Regions from separate parts of the Mus musculus genome. Here region 2 is linked to region 1. A link is a contact called in public HiChIP or PLAC-seq data. All regions are on one chromosome and are shown on one strand. Each heading gives the region's core, a stretch centred on a gene start, on an enhancer-like site or on the middle of the called end of the contact. The rest is flanking DNA. Distances are from core to core; before and after follow the strand shown. Region 1 holds the start of Gdf10 (growth differentiation factor 10). Region 2 has its middle 17 kb from the start of Gm26228.

Evidence for each region. HiChIP or PLAC-seq counts read pairs in DNA pulled down with a chosen protein or histone mark.
Region 2: a contact with region 1 is called in an H3K4me3 HiChIP or PLAC-seq map of stem cell-derived neural progenitor cells, with 5 times the contacts expected there. The contact joins the enhancer-like site here to the promoter of Gdf10 in region 1. A contact is called at or near these places in 21 of 39 promoter capture datasets (the 3T3-L1 cell line, 3T3-L1-derived adipocytes, the HPC-7 cell line and 12 more), 3 of 15 datasets of contacts at CTCF or cohesin (embryonic stem cells, hippocampal excitatory neurons and stem cell-derived epiblast-like cells), 75 of 484 Hi-C or Micro-C datasets (the 3T3-L1 cell line, 3T3-L1-derived adipocytes, the C10 cell line and 38 more), 26 of 115 datasets of contacts at active chromatin or transcription factors (SST interneurons, VIP interneurons, astrocytes and 16 more) and 2 of 9 other capture datasets (embryonic stem cells and embryonic trunk).

The regions. Positions count from the first base shown.
Region 1 is chr14:33,920,715-33,925,383 of GRCm38.p6, reverse strand. Gdf10 (growth differentiation factor 10) reads right to left here and starts at 1,797. Exons shown (of 3, transcript NM_145741.3): 1 at 1,182-1,797. The coding sequence starts at 1,488. It overlaps Gm30031 (a long non-coding RNA gene), which reads left to right and starts at 2,285. Exons shown (of 4, transcript XR_001781214.1): 1 at 2,285-4,669.
Region 2 is chr14:33,659,269-33,663,562 of GRCm38.p6, reverse strand. No RefSeq gene overlaps it. Among named protein-coding and RNA genes, the nearest start is that of Gm26228, 17 kb to the right of the region's middle. Within about 2 kb of position 1,277, at least 6 of the 459 cell types and tissues checked have an H3K27ac peak or open chromatin away from gene starts, as enhancers often do.

The DNA of each region.
Region 1 (4,669 bases), core at 548-3,047:
GCTGTGTGCTGCCCATTTTATAAAGTACAAACAAGTCCACATAGTTTTAATGATTTAACTCAATAGTGCCAAATGTTCCTTAAGGGGCTTACTTTAATAAAGCTTCTCCAGAAACGAATGCCAGGCATTGACTAAAAGGTCCCAGGGAGGCCAGAGTTGGCCTAGAACCTAGGAACACATCCTGGTACGACGAAGGCTCTGTTCTTTGGAAAAGATGCCCCATTACCCATGTTCTGTCTGAATCGGAAGCCAAGATGGCGCCCAGTGAGCAGCAGGTGGGAAGCCCTGGGGCTGTACAGGTCAGCCTCGAAGATCGCCAAGGTTTGCGCCTATCGACCTTGGGAAAGAAGAGCGCAGACAGAAGGATTTTTCTCCTGGGGAACGGCCTCCTCCCAGACAGGACTGCAGGAGACCCCTGCCCACATTTTCTGGAAAGGCATTCTGAAACCATGAGCAGTCACCATGACAACCAGGGTCTTCTCACCACCTGCTTCCCAGACTTCACTTCCTCAGCACTCCCGCACTTAGCCCGGGCCTTGCAAGGGCTTCTCAGCCCAAAGTTAGTGGGCTGGGGCTCAGAGCCACCTTCCCTAAGAAGAGGGTGGGGAGAGCCTCTGTCAAATGGCCTCTGGCAAGTTCATCCCTAGGTGTGAAGAGAGTAAAGTGGGGCATGGACCAGGACCTGGGCAAGGTGCTTCTGGACCTTTTCTGAGACCTTTCTTCTGAAGTTTTCCGTCCTGAGGTCACAGGCTCTTAGTGCTCTGTGCTTTCTTGCTACCCAAATCAAGCTTCCTATCCGGGCTCCGTGCTTGGCACTTCCACTGGTGCTGCCTTGTGACTCGCTGAGCAATCCCTGTGACCCCCATACAGCAAGTGCCAGCACAACTTATGGCACGGATGGTCCTCAGTCCATGCCCATCTCCATTCTGTGCCTAAAGCCTTGAGTATATGCTGATAGTTGTCCAGCAGTTGTGCAAGCTCCCAGGGACAGGAGGTCTGCCACCAAGTACCACTTGTCCCAACTGCAAGCTCTGGCCTGGTTCAGGGAACTGAGTGGATTGTCAGTGGAAAGATGAATTAAAAGTCAGTACAAGAAAGGAAGGGAGAAGAAAGCTGCGAAGGAACAGAGAAAACAGATAGAGAACTGATGGATTAGGACTCCCGGTGCATCTTCTACTTACCCAGCCGGGCACGGAAGCTTCGGACGGTGTTGCCTCCTCCCGGTGGAGCACCTCTTCGGTTGTACTTCTCATAGAGCCTGAGCATGTGGATAGCGACCATGTCCTGGGCGCCTGGGCCCAGAGCGGCTGCTGCGTCCCCGGGTGACTGCTGGGAGTCCCTGTCCCCCTGCAGACCGGCAGCTGCCGAGGGCAATGAGGACCATGAGGGGCCCCTGTGGCCGCAGCCTGCGCCCCGCAGCAGCAGGAGCAGCGGCACCATGGGCAGCAGCTGGGACCCCAAGCTGATCCGAGCAGGACCTGGAGCCATGGCTGAGTAACGGTGGTGAAGGGTCTGAGCCCAGGAGAACAGACAAGGAGGGCTCAGTGTTGGCTGTGCACCTCGTCCGCGGCTGGAGTGTCCCTGTGGGACTCGGACAGCCCGGATGACCCCACTCGAGGTATCGGGATTGGCTCTCTGTAGCAGCGCTGTGCGCCGAGCATCCGCGCCGCCGGGCCAGCGACCACGGCTATCCTGAGCCGCGTGGAGCTCAGCCGAGCCCGCGCCGGCGCGCTCCCTTGACGGCCTCGCGCTGCAAACTTTGCAGCCCACGGAGCGGCGCCGGGACTGGCGAGTTCGAGGGGCGGGGCGGGGCGAGGTGGCCGATAGCGCCCTCGGGGGTGCGGGGGGCGGGGATCCTGCTGTGTCCCCACTCGCCGCCGCCAAGAGACGGTCTGTGGCCCCGGTGTGCTGTGCGTGCGTCCCGGTGTGCGGGCGTGCGCGCGCCGGGGTGTGCGCTCCCGAGTGTGGGGGCCGTGGGTGTGGGCGGGCGCGCTCCCCGCTCCCCCGCCGAGAGCCGGAGACTAGCCCCGCAGCCGGCTCCGGAGTGTCGCTGCCTGCAGCTGAGCCAGGGCGTCGCGGGGGCTGGGCGGGCTTTGGAGGGGGCCCGCCTGCGGGGTTGTCCCTGCAATGGCATGCTATGGCTATGTGGTTGGAAGATGACAGCTCCCCCATGAGGACCCAGAGGCCATGTGTGCCTAGTTGTCTCTGAGCTAGTGTGTGCTCAAAATGCAAAGGTGCAGTCTTGGGAACAGGAGCTCCGGCGATTTAACAACAGAAGGTGTGTGTGTGTGTGTGTGTGTGTGTGTGTGTGTGTGTGTGTGTTTCCAAAGCTCAACCAACCTAAATCGGTGGAAGCAAGATCTTGATCAAAACACAAAATTAGAATCATCAGGTTAACTTGACCCTTTCTTTGGCAACGGTGTTTCCACTTGTTGAAGACACACAGGAAAGGTCTGTAGAAAACATCGGACAGGATTGCTTAAAAAAGAAAAGGGCATGCTTTCAATTTACTTTGTAAAAAGTTTCAAAGCGTCAGGGAAGGAGGAGAAAAAGCCCACAGTTTTCTTGAAAAAGAGTTCCGAATGAAGTGCTGGTGTAGGGTGTCGCTGACCCCTGCTAGGGCAGCTTAGTCCCGGGGCAGAAGGGCAGCCCCAAAGGTGCTTCACTCTAGCAAACTTACCTCCCTATAGATAGAATTCGGGGTCCTGGTGGGGGAAGATCTGGTCATTTTTACCAACTTTAACTGAAACATAGTAATTTCTAATGTTATGTGAACAAGAAAGCAGTCATAGTGGCAAGTGCTGTGGCTTTTCACAGATAGACATTAGTTAGATATTTTCATTGGACCTGGGAAGGTTTTCCAGATTTCCCAAAGTAAATTTTTTGCTTAAACACTATTGAAATTACAACAAGTCTTGGGCCCTGCTAATTAAGGAATTAATGAAATAGAATATTTATTATTGTCATGCTGCAGAGGTGCTTTAAGATATTTTTATATATTAGAGTACTGTTGGTTTTCTCTGTTAACTTGGGAATTCCATTTTGTGCATTTAAAAACATTCTTTAGGAGAGGAGTCCACAGAATTTAGCAGGCTAGAAAGACGCCCAGGGACCTAAACGTGAAGGACTCTTTAGACTCTAGATGCTGTGACCTTTTAATACAGTTCTTCCTGTTTTGGTAAACCCCAACCATAAAATTATTTCTATTGCTACTTCTTAACTGTAATTTAATTGCTGTCTTGAATTGTAACATAAATATCTGTTTTCCATTCACATGGTTTTAGCAGACCCACCTGAAAATTTCATTAGACCCTCAAAATGGTTGCAACTCACAGGTTGAGAACCCCTGCATTAGAGGGACAGGACCCCCTTCAAGCCCACACTCTTCTCTGTGCTGCAGGCTAATAGTTAGTACACTCATGAACCCAATGTTCCTCTTACCTGGTGACTCTGGGCTTTGGGAGCCAAAATAGTTACTTTATTTTGGAGGGATCACAGTGCAATAATTGAAATTTTCCTGGAAAAGCCTTCTGTTGCTTTGTAAAATGACTATTTATAGTTTTTTTATTTTTATTTTTTATTTATTTATTTTTTTTAATCTCAGACTATCATATTAGAATCCATCCTTCCCAGAGCTGTGAAGCTTTGGCCTGTAGTTTTTGGAAGCGCTAAGGGGTGGCGTTTATTATGTATATAAATACGTAGTATTTTGAAAATTAACTCACATCACATTCAACTTCCCATTCGTATACAGTTCCCACTTGTTCTGTGAACTGGCTTTCCCAAAAGGACTGGAGTTGAGAGCCCATCAGGTCCCAGCTCTGGGCCTGAATCTCTCCTCATAAATGGACCAGACCATCCTCCCTTATAAATGTCCTCCCCCATCTCACTTCCCTCCTTCCCCATGTGCCCTCACTTTCCCTTGCCACCCCCTCTTCTCCTCTCCCCAAGAATGCCTCTGACCTGTGCCAGCTGGGGGTAACCTCTGCTCAGGGGTAGTTTTGTCTCTGCTGGGGCCAACACAATCGAGGTCTGTGAAAAGGAGGGGAGTCTGCAGGAGGCCGGCACAAGCTGGGCTATTCGGATCCTTGTCCATTAAAGCCTCTTCGCTCTCCTTAACCCATTCTGGCTCCATTCAAGCCACCTCGAGGGTCAGGCTTTAGCAGGCTCTAAAACCTGTAGGGTCCAGATTCTTTGACATTGTTTCGAAAGAATTAAGGCATCAACCAGGGACGGCTAATATTTCTTGCCTCATTTTATTGCCGAACAGCAGGACTGTAAAGTTCTGAACACTGGAGCACTGTGGCCCCCTTTCATGTGGCCGAGATGATGGGATAAAAATGTGTTTGGTGAAGCAATTCAGATTACCACTGGGTCACATCCTCGCTAGCTCCCAGCACAGCACTCTAAGCAGCAAAGCACAGACAAGAAGCAATCTGTGCGAACGCAGCTCGTGCTGAACAGTGCTTGAGCGTGGAAATGAGGCTAATTGTGGAGCTTGCCAATGAACATGTTTTGTTTTTAATAGTTCAGGCTGTGGCTCAGAATAATAAGAGTGGTGATGGCTGACTATGGATCTAAGTCTTCTAATCCCCTGCTTCCATAGCTTCCCACACAGTTATTCTGCTCTTGGGGCAGGGGGACCATTCTGTTAAAAGCAGGCTCTTGA
Region 2 (4,294 bases), core at 28-2,527, 260 kb after region 1:
TGGGACTTTGTTATATCCCCCACTGCTAAATTCTAAATTCTTGATGTTTTCTTAAACATTTGAAACAGGGTCTTATTATGTATCCCGGGCTAACTTGGTATTCATTACATAGACCAGGCTTGCCTAAACTCGCAGAGATCTGCCTCCCAAGTGTTAAGGTTAAAGGTGTGTACCACCATGCCTGGCACTAATTGATTTTTAACTGTTCCTATATTCACAATCCCGGCCAACTTTTGTTAGTCCCCTGACTTTTGTGACCTCTTTGATGCTCTCATAACTTACTTTTCAACATCTCCACAACAATGACAGTCGCCTGGCCCTCTGCTCCATCCTTCCTGTCTTAAGTTGTGTCCCTAAGTCCCTCTCCTCCTTTCCATAGTTACTCACCCTGTGACCAAGATTCACCGCTTCGACAATCTCAGTGGTATCAGTCTTGGACTCTCATGTCCTTTCATCTCATGGCGGATGTTAGTATTCTCAAACTATTCCCTTCCATCTCCCTGGAAATGCCTAGTGTTTTGTCAGTAATTGCCCTGACTGCTTACATATACCACCTCCCATCACACACCGTCCTATGACACAGCTCCAACACTTGGAACATTGCTAGGGAAAAAGACATTTTGAGACTCCCTCCCTTGGGACAGTCATCCCATGATGCACCATACTCCCAAGGCCCCACCTCTCAGAGGATGCTACCGGCATCCCTGGCCCTTGTTCTTACTCTGTCTCTGCCATTAGCGATCAAGACTGGATAGGGACAGACAGCAGCCTCTAGGCTGACCAATCATCTAGAATTCTGCTTCTCTTGCCTCTGGGGACCACTGGTGACCCTTTCCAGACTCATAGGGATACATTTCCACCTCACATTTCTTTATCCCTCTAAAGACACTGCAGCTGCAAGCAAGCCTGTGCCCTCTCCTGCCGCACCACTAGTCCTAATCTGCTCTTCCATCTTGCTACAGGCCCTGTTCACCATCTCCCCAGCCCTGTTCAGACCAGCATTTCATCCTGAAACCATTGTCAACTCTGTTCTCATGCTCAGTCCCAACTCCTGACCCTCCTCTCCTGACATTTTTCTAGTCCCACCTTGTCACCAATCAGCCCAGATCAGCCACCACCTGCCTACCTCTCTCCTGGCTATGCTGCCGCGCGTGCAACTTTCTGCTTGGCCCCCTGACAAGGCGATGCTTGCTAACCACCATAGCTCCAGCACTGCTGAGTAGCCCTGTTCCCCATCCCCTGCTGCCTGCCTTCCCCAGCATAGCCCTCAGCAGCTGTTCCCAATCTTCCTCCTCTTCCGGAGCCCTCGAGCCAGACCCCACTTCCTGGACTCGCAGCAGATGGATGTGTCTTGTGATTTATCGAGAACTTCATTCAATAACGATGTTCTCACTTTCTCTCCCCTTCTCTGAATGTCTCTATCTCCCCCCAGTGGGTCTTTATCTGAGAAATATCCTTCCTCTTTTCAAGACAAACTTTCCCCGCTGGACTCTGGATCCTTCTCCTTCCTGATTCCTTCCTGACCCCTTTCCATCTCCCTGCCTCACAGCTTCTTCCTGCTAAGTTTAATATTTAGTTTTATTAATACATACTTCTGAAGTACAAAATATCACCCACATCTGATGTAGATATCTCCATGAATTTGGACATATGTGTACACCTGCGATCCCCCACCGTAGCCAAGTGAACACATTTATCACCTCCCAAAATATCCTTTTGTTCTTCTGTGGCTCTTTGTGGTTTTTGCAGGAACACAATGTGAGGTCCAGCCTCTTAACGTACACACCAGCATGTCATTCGCATGGGTCTCCAGAACTTAACCCATCTTGCATAATACAAACTTTATGCCAGTGGAAAAAAATATTCCCATTTCCCCCCTCCTTGAGCCCATGGCAGCCCCTACTTCCTTCTCTGATTTCACACAGCGGATTGTTGCAGATACTTCATGTAAGTGGAATCATGAAGAATTCATGACTTATTTTTACCTAAAATCATATTCTGTAGCTTTATCTCTAGCACAGCTGCATGCATTTCCTTCCCATTGGTCTATCAGTGGATGAAGGCATGGGATGGTATATGTTATGGGATCAGGCAGATATAACTTATGGAGCTGCTTACTGACAGTGGGTGTACCCACGAGAAGGAGATGGAGTGGTGTGGTTGTAAGCGCCAGGTTTTCCCCATCTTTGCTGTTGTGACATATGGATATAGATGCCACATCAAGATTCTGAGTCCAATCCTTTTGAAGAAATACCTAGAAACAGGATTGCTGGGTCATGCAGTCACTCCATTCATATTTCCTACCGTTCTAGTGGCTCTGCCACTCTGTGATCCCCACCAGAACCGTTCTGCATCCTCCACACTCGTAATCGTTTGTCCCTATTGTGGCTGCCGTCCCAGCTGGTGTCAGGTGGATCTCACTGTGGCCTTGACTTGCATTTTGCTGATGAGCATGAGAGTGAGCACTTATTATACTTGCTGGCCGACTGTATGTCTTCACTGGTGAGCACTTATTCAAGTAACTAGGCCATTTGGCGTTTTGCTGTTGAATTGTAGTTTCAAATACATTTTAGAAGATGATTAACTTCATCAAAGAGATGCTTCGCAACGATTTTCTCCTGTTCCATAGACTGCCTCTTTACTCTCTTGCTGATTTCCATTTTCTGTGAAGAAACAGTGCAATTTCATGTAATCCCATTTGCATATCGGAGGCCTGTGCTTTGGATCGCAAATCCAAACCCCGCCACCAAAACCAATGTCGTGTTTGGTTTTCCTTAGGACCTCGAGATGCTTCAGGTCTAAATCTTCAGTGCGTATGGAGTTGGATTTTGTTTATGGTATGAGAGAAGGATCTAATTTCATTACTTTTCTGTGGATAATCAGGCTTTCCAGTACCGTTTGTTAAAGAGTGTTGTGTTTTGACTTAAAACCCTCTTCCACAAAATTCATGCAAAAAAAAATTTATCCATGAGGTTGAATAACAGATTCTGCTTCTTGAGTGCCTTCCATTTGACCTTGGCCCTCAGATACCGCTGGTTGGGCCTCCATTCTCATTAAGACCATGTGCAATGGTCTCTTCCTTGTTCTAACTCTCTATGGCTTGATGCACCTACAATTGTGCATCAGCTTCTTACCACTAGTTTGTGCACTGTCCCGGCACCTGCTGTGCCTTCCCTTAGACCTATCCACTCCTCACAGACCTAACTGCCAGTGAGCTCCTTAACCAAGGTAGAGGGGACACAGAGATGCTTTGAGAGTGAAGTGTATCACCCACCTCAAGTAATGAGTATATTATTGTCCAAGTGCATCACTCTCCAGCAATGCATTTCAGTGTGAGCAGGTCTCTAGGAAGGATGCTGTCTTAGTCTGGTGTTGGCATAATTACATAATTACAGGGAGTGCCCTCTTCCTAGGCAGTAAGAAGCAGCATGCAGAATGAGCAAGTCAGACTTTGAGTTTAAGGAAATGGTTGTTTATTTCTCTGCTTGCTTACATATGAAGGACTTTCAGTAAAGATATCTTCCATGGGAAGGAAAGCAAAGTTCACAGTTTTCTGTTTTTGTGTTTTGTTTTGTTTTGTTTTGTTGGTTGTTTGGTTGTATTGTGTTGTGTTCTTTGTTTGTTTTTTGAGAGGATTGTTATTGTTATTGCTGGTGGTTTTGTTTTTGCCGATCTGTTTTTGTGATTTATTTACATTTTTTCTTCAGACTCATGGGACTAGTGGTTTTGAACACAGAAATGTTTTAACGGAGGCTAAAGCCATCCTTAAGCATCCTTCAACATCCTGTGAGAGCATAACACTTCACTGACGTGTAACTACTCACAACCTCACATTATGAAAACCATTGTTCTGCAGTGCTAATATGTCCCACCTGTTCCTTCTCTTTGGTCACCCCAGAGACATAAGCTAAGTGACCCCTTCTCCACCTCAGCCCCACCAGTTTCAATTGAACTAATTGGCTTGTGCTTCTCTGAGTAAAGGCATCAGGCAGTTTCTCACACTTCCATGAATTTACCTCCCCCGAACTGAGACTGAAGACAGGTAGTTTTGAAAATACATATATTTGAATCTTCTCAATGAGTGTGAAAAACATATATATATACATATATATATATATACACATATGTGTGTGTGTGTGTGTGTGTATTTATATGTCATGTAACTTAAGGATTACCCAGTGTGGAGTATACACACACACACACACACACATACACACACACACACACACACACACACACACACACACATGCACACAAAATCATATTGACTTCTGCCTATAAGGCTGCTCCAAGA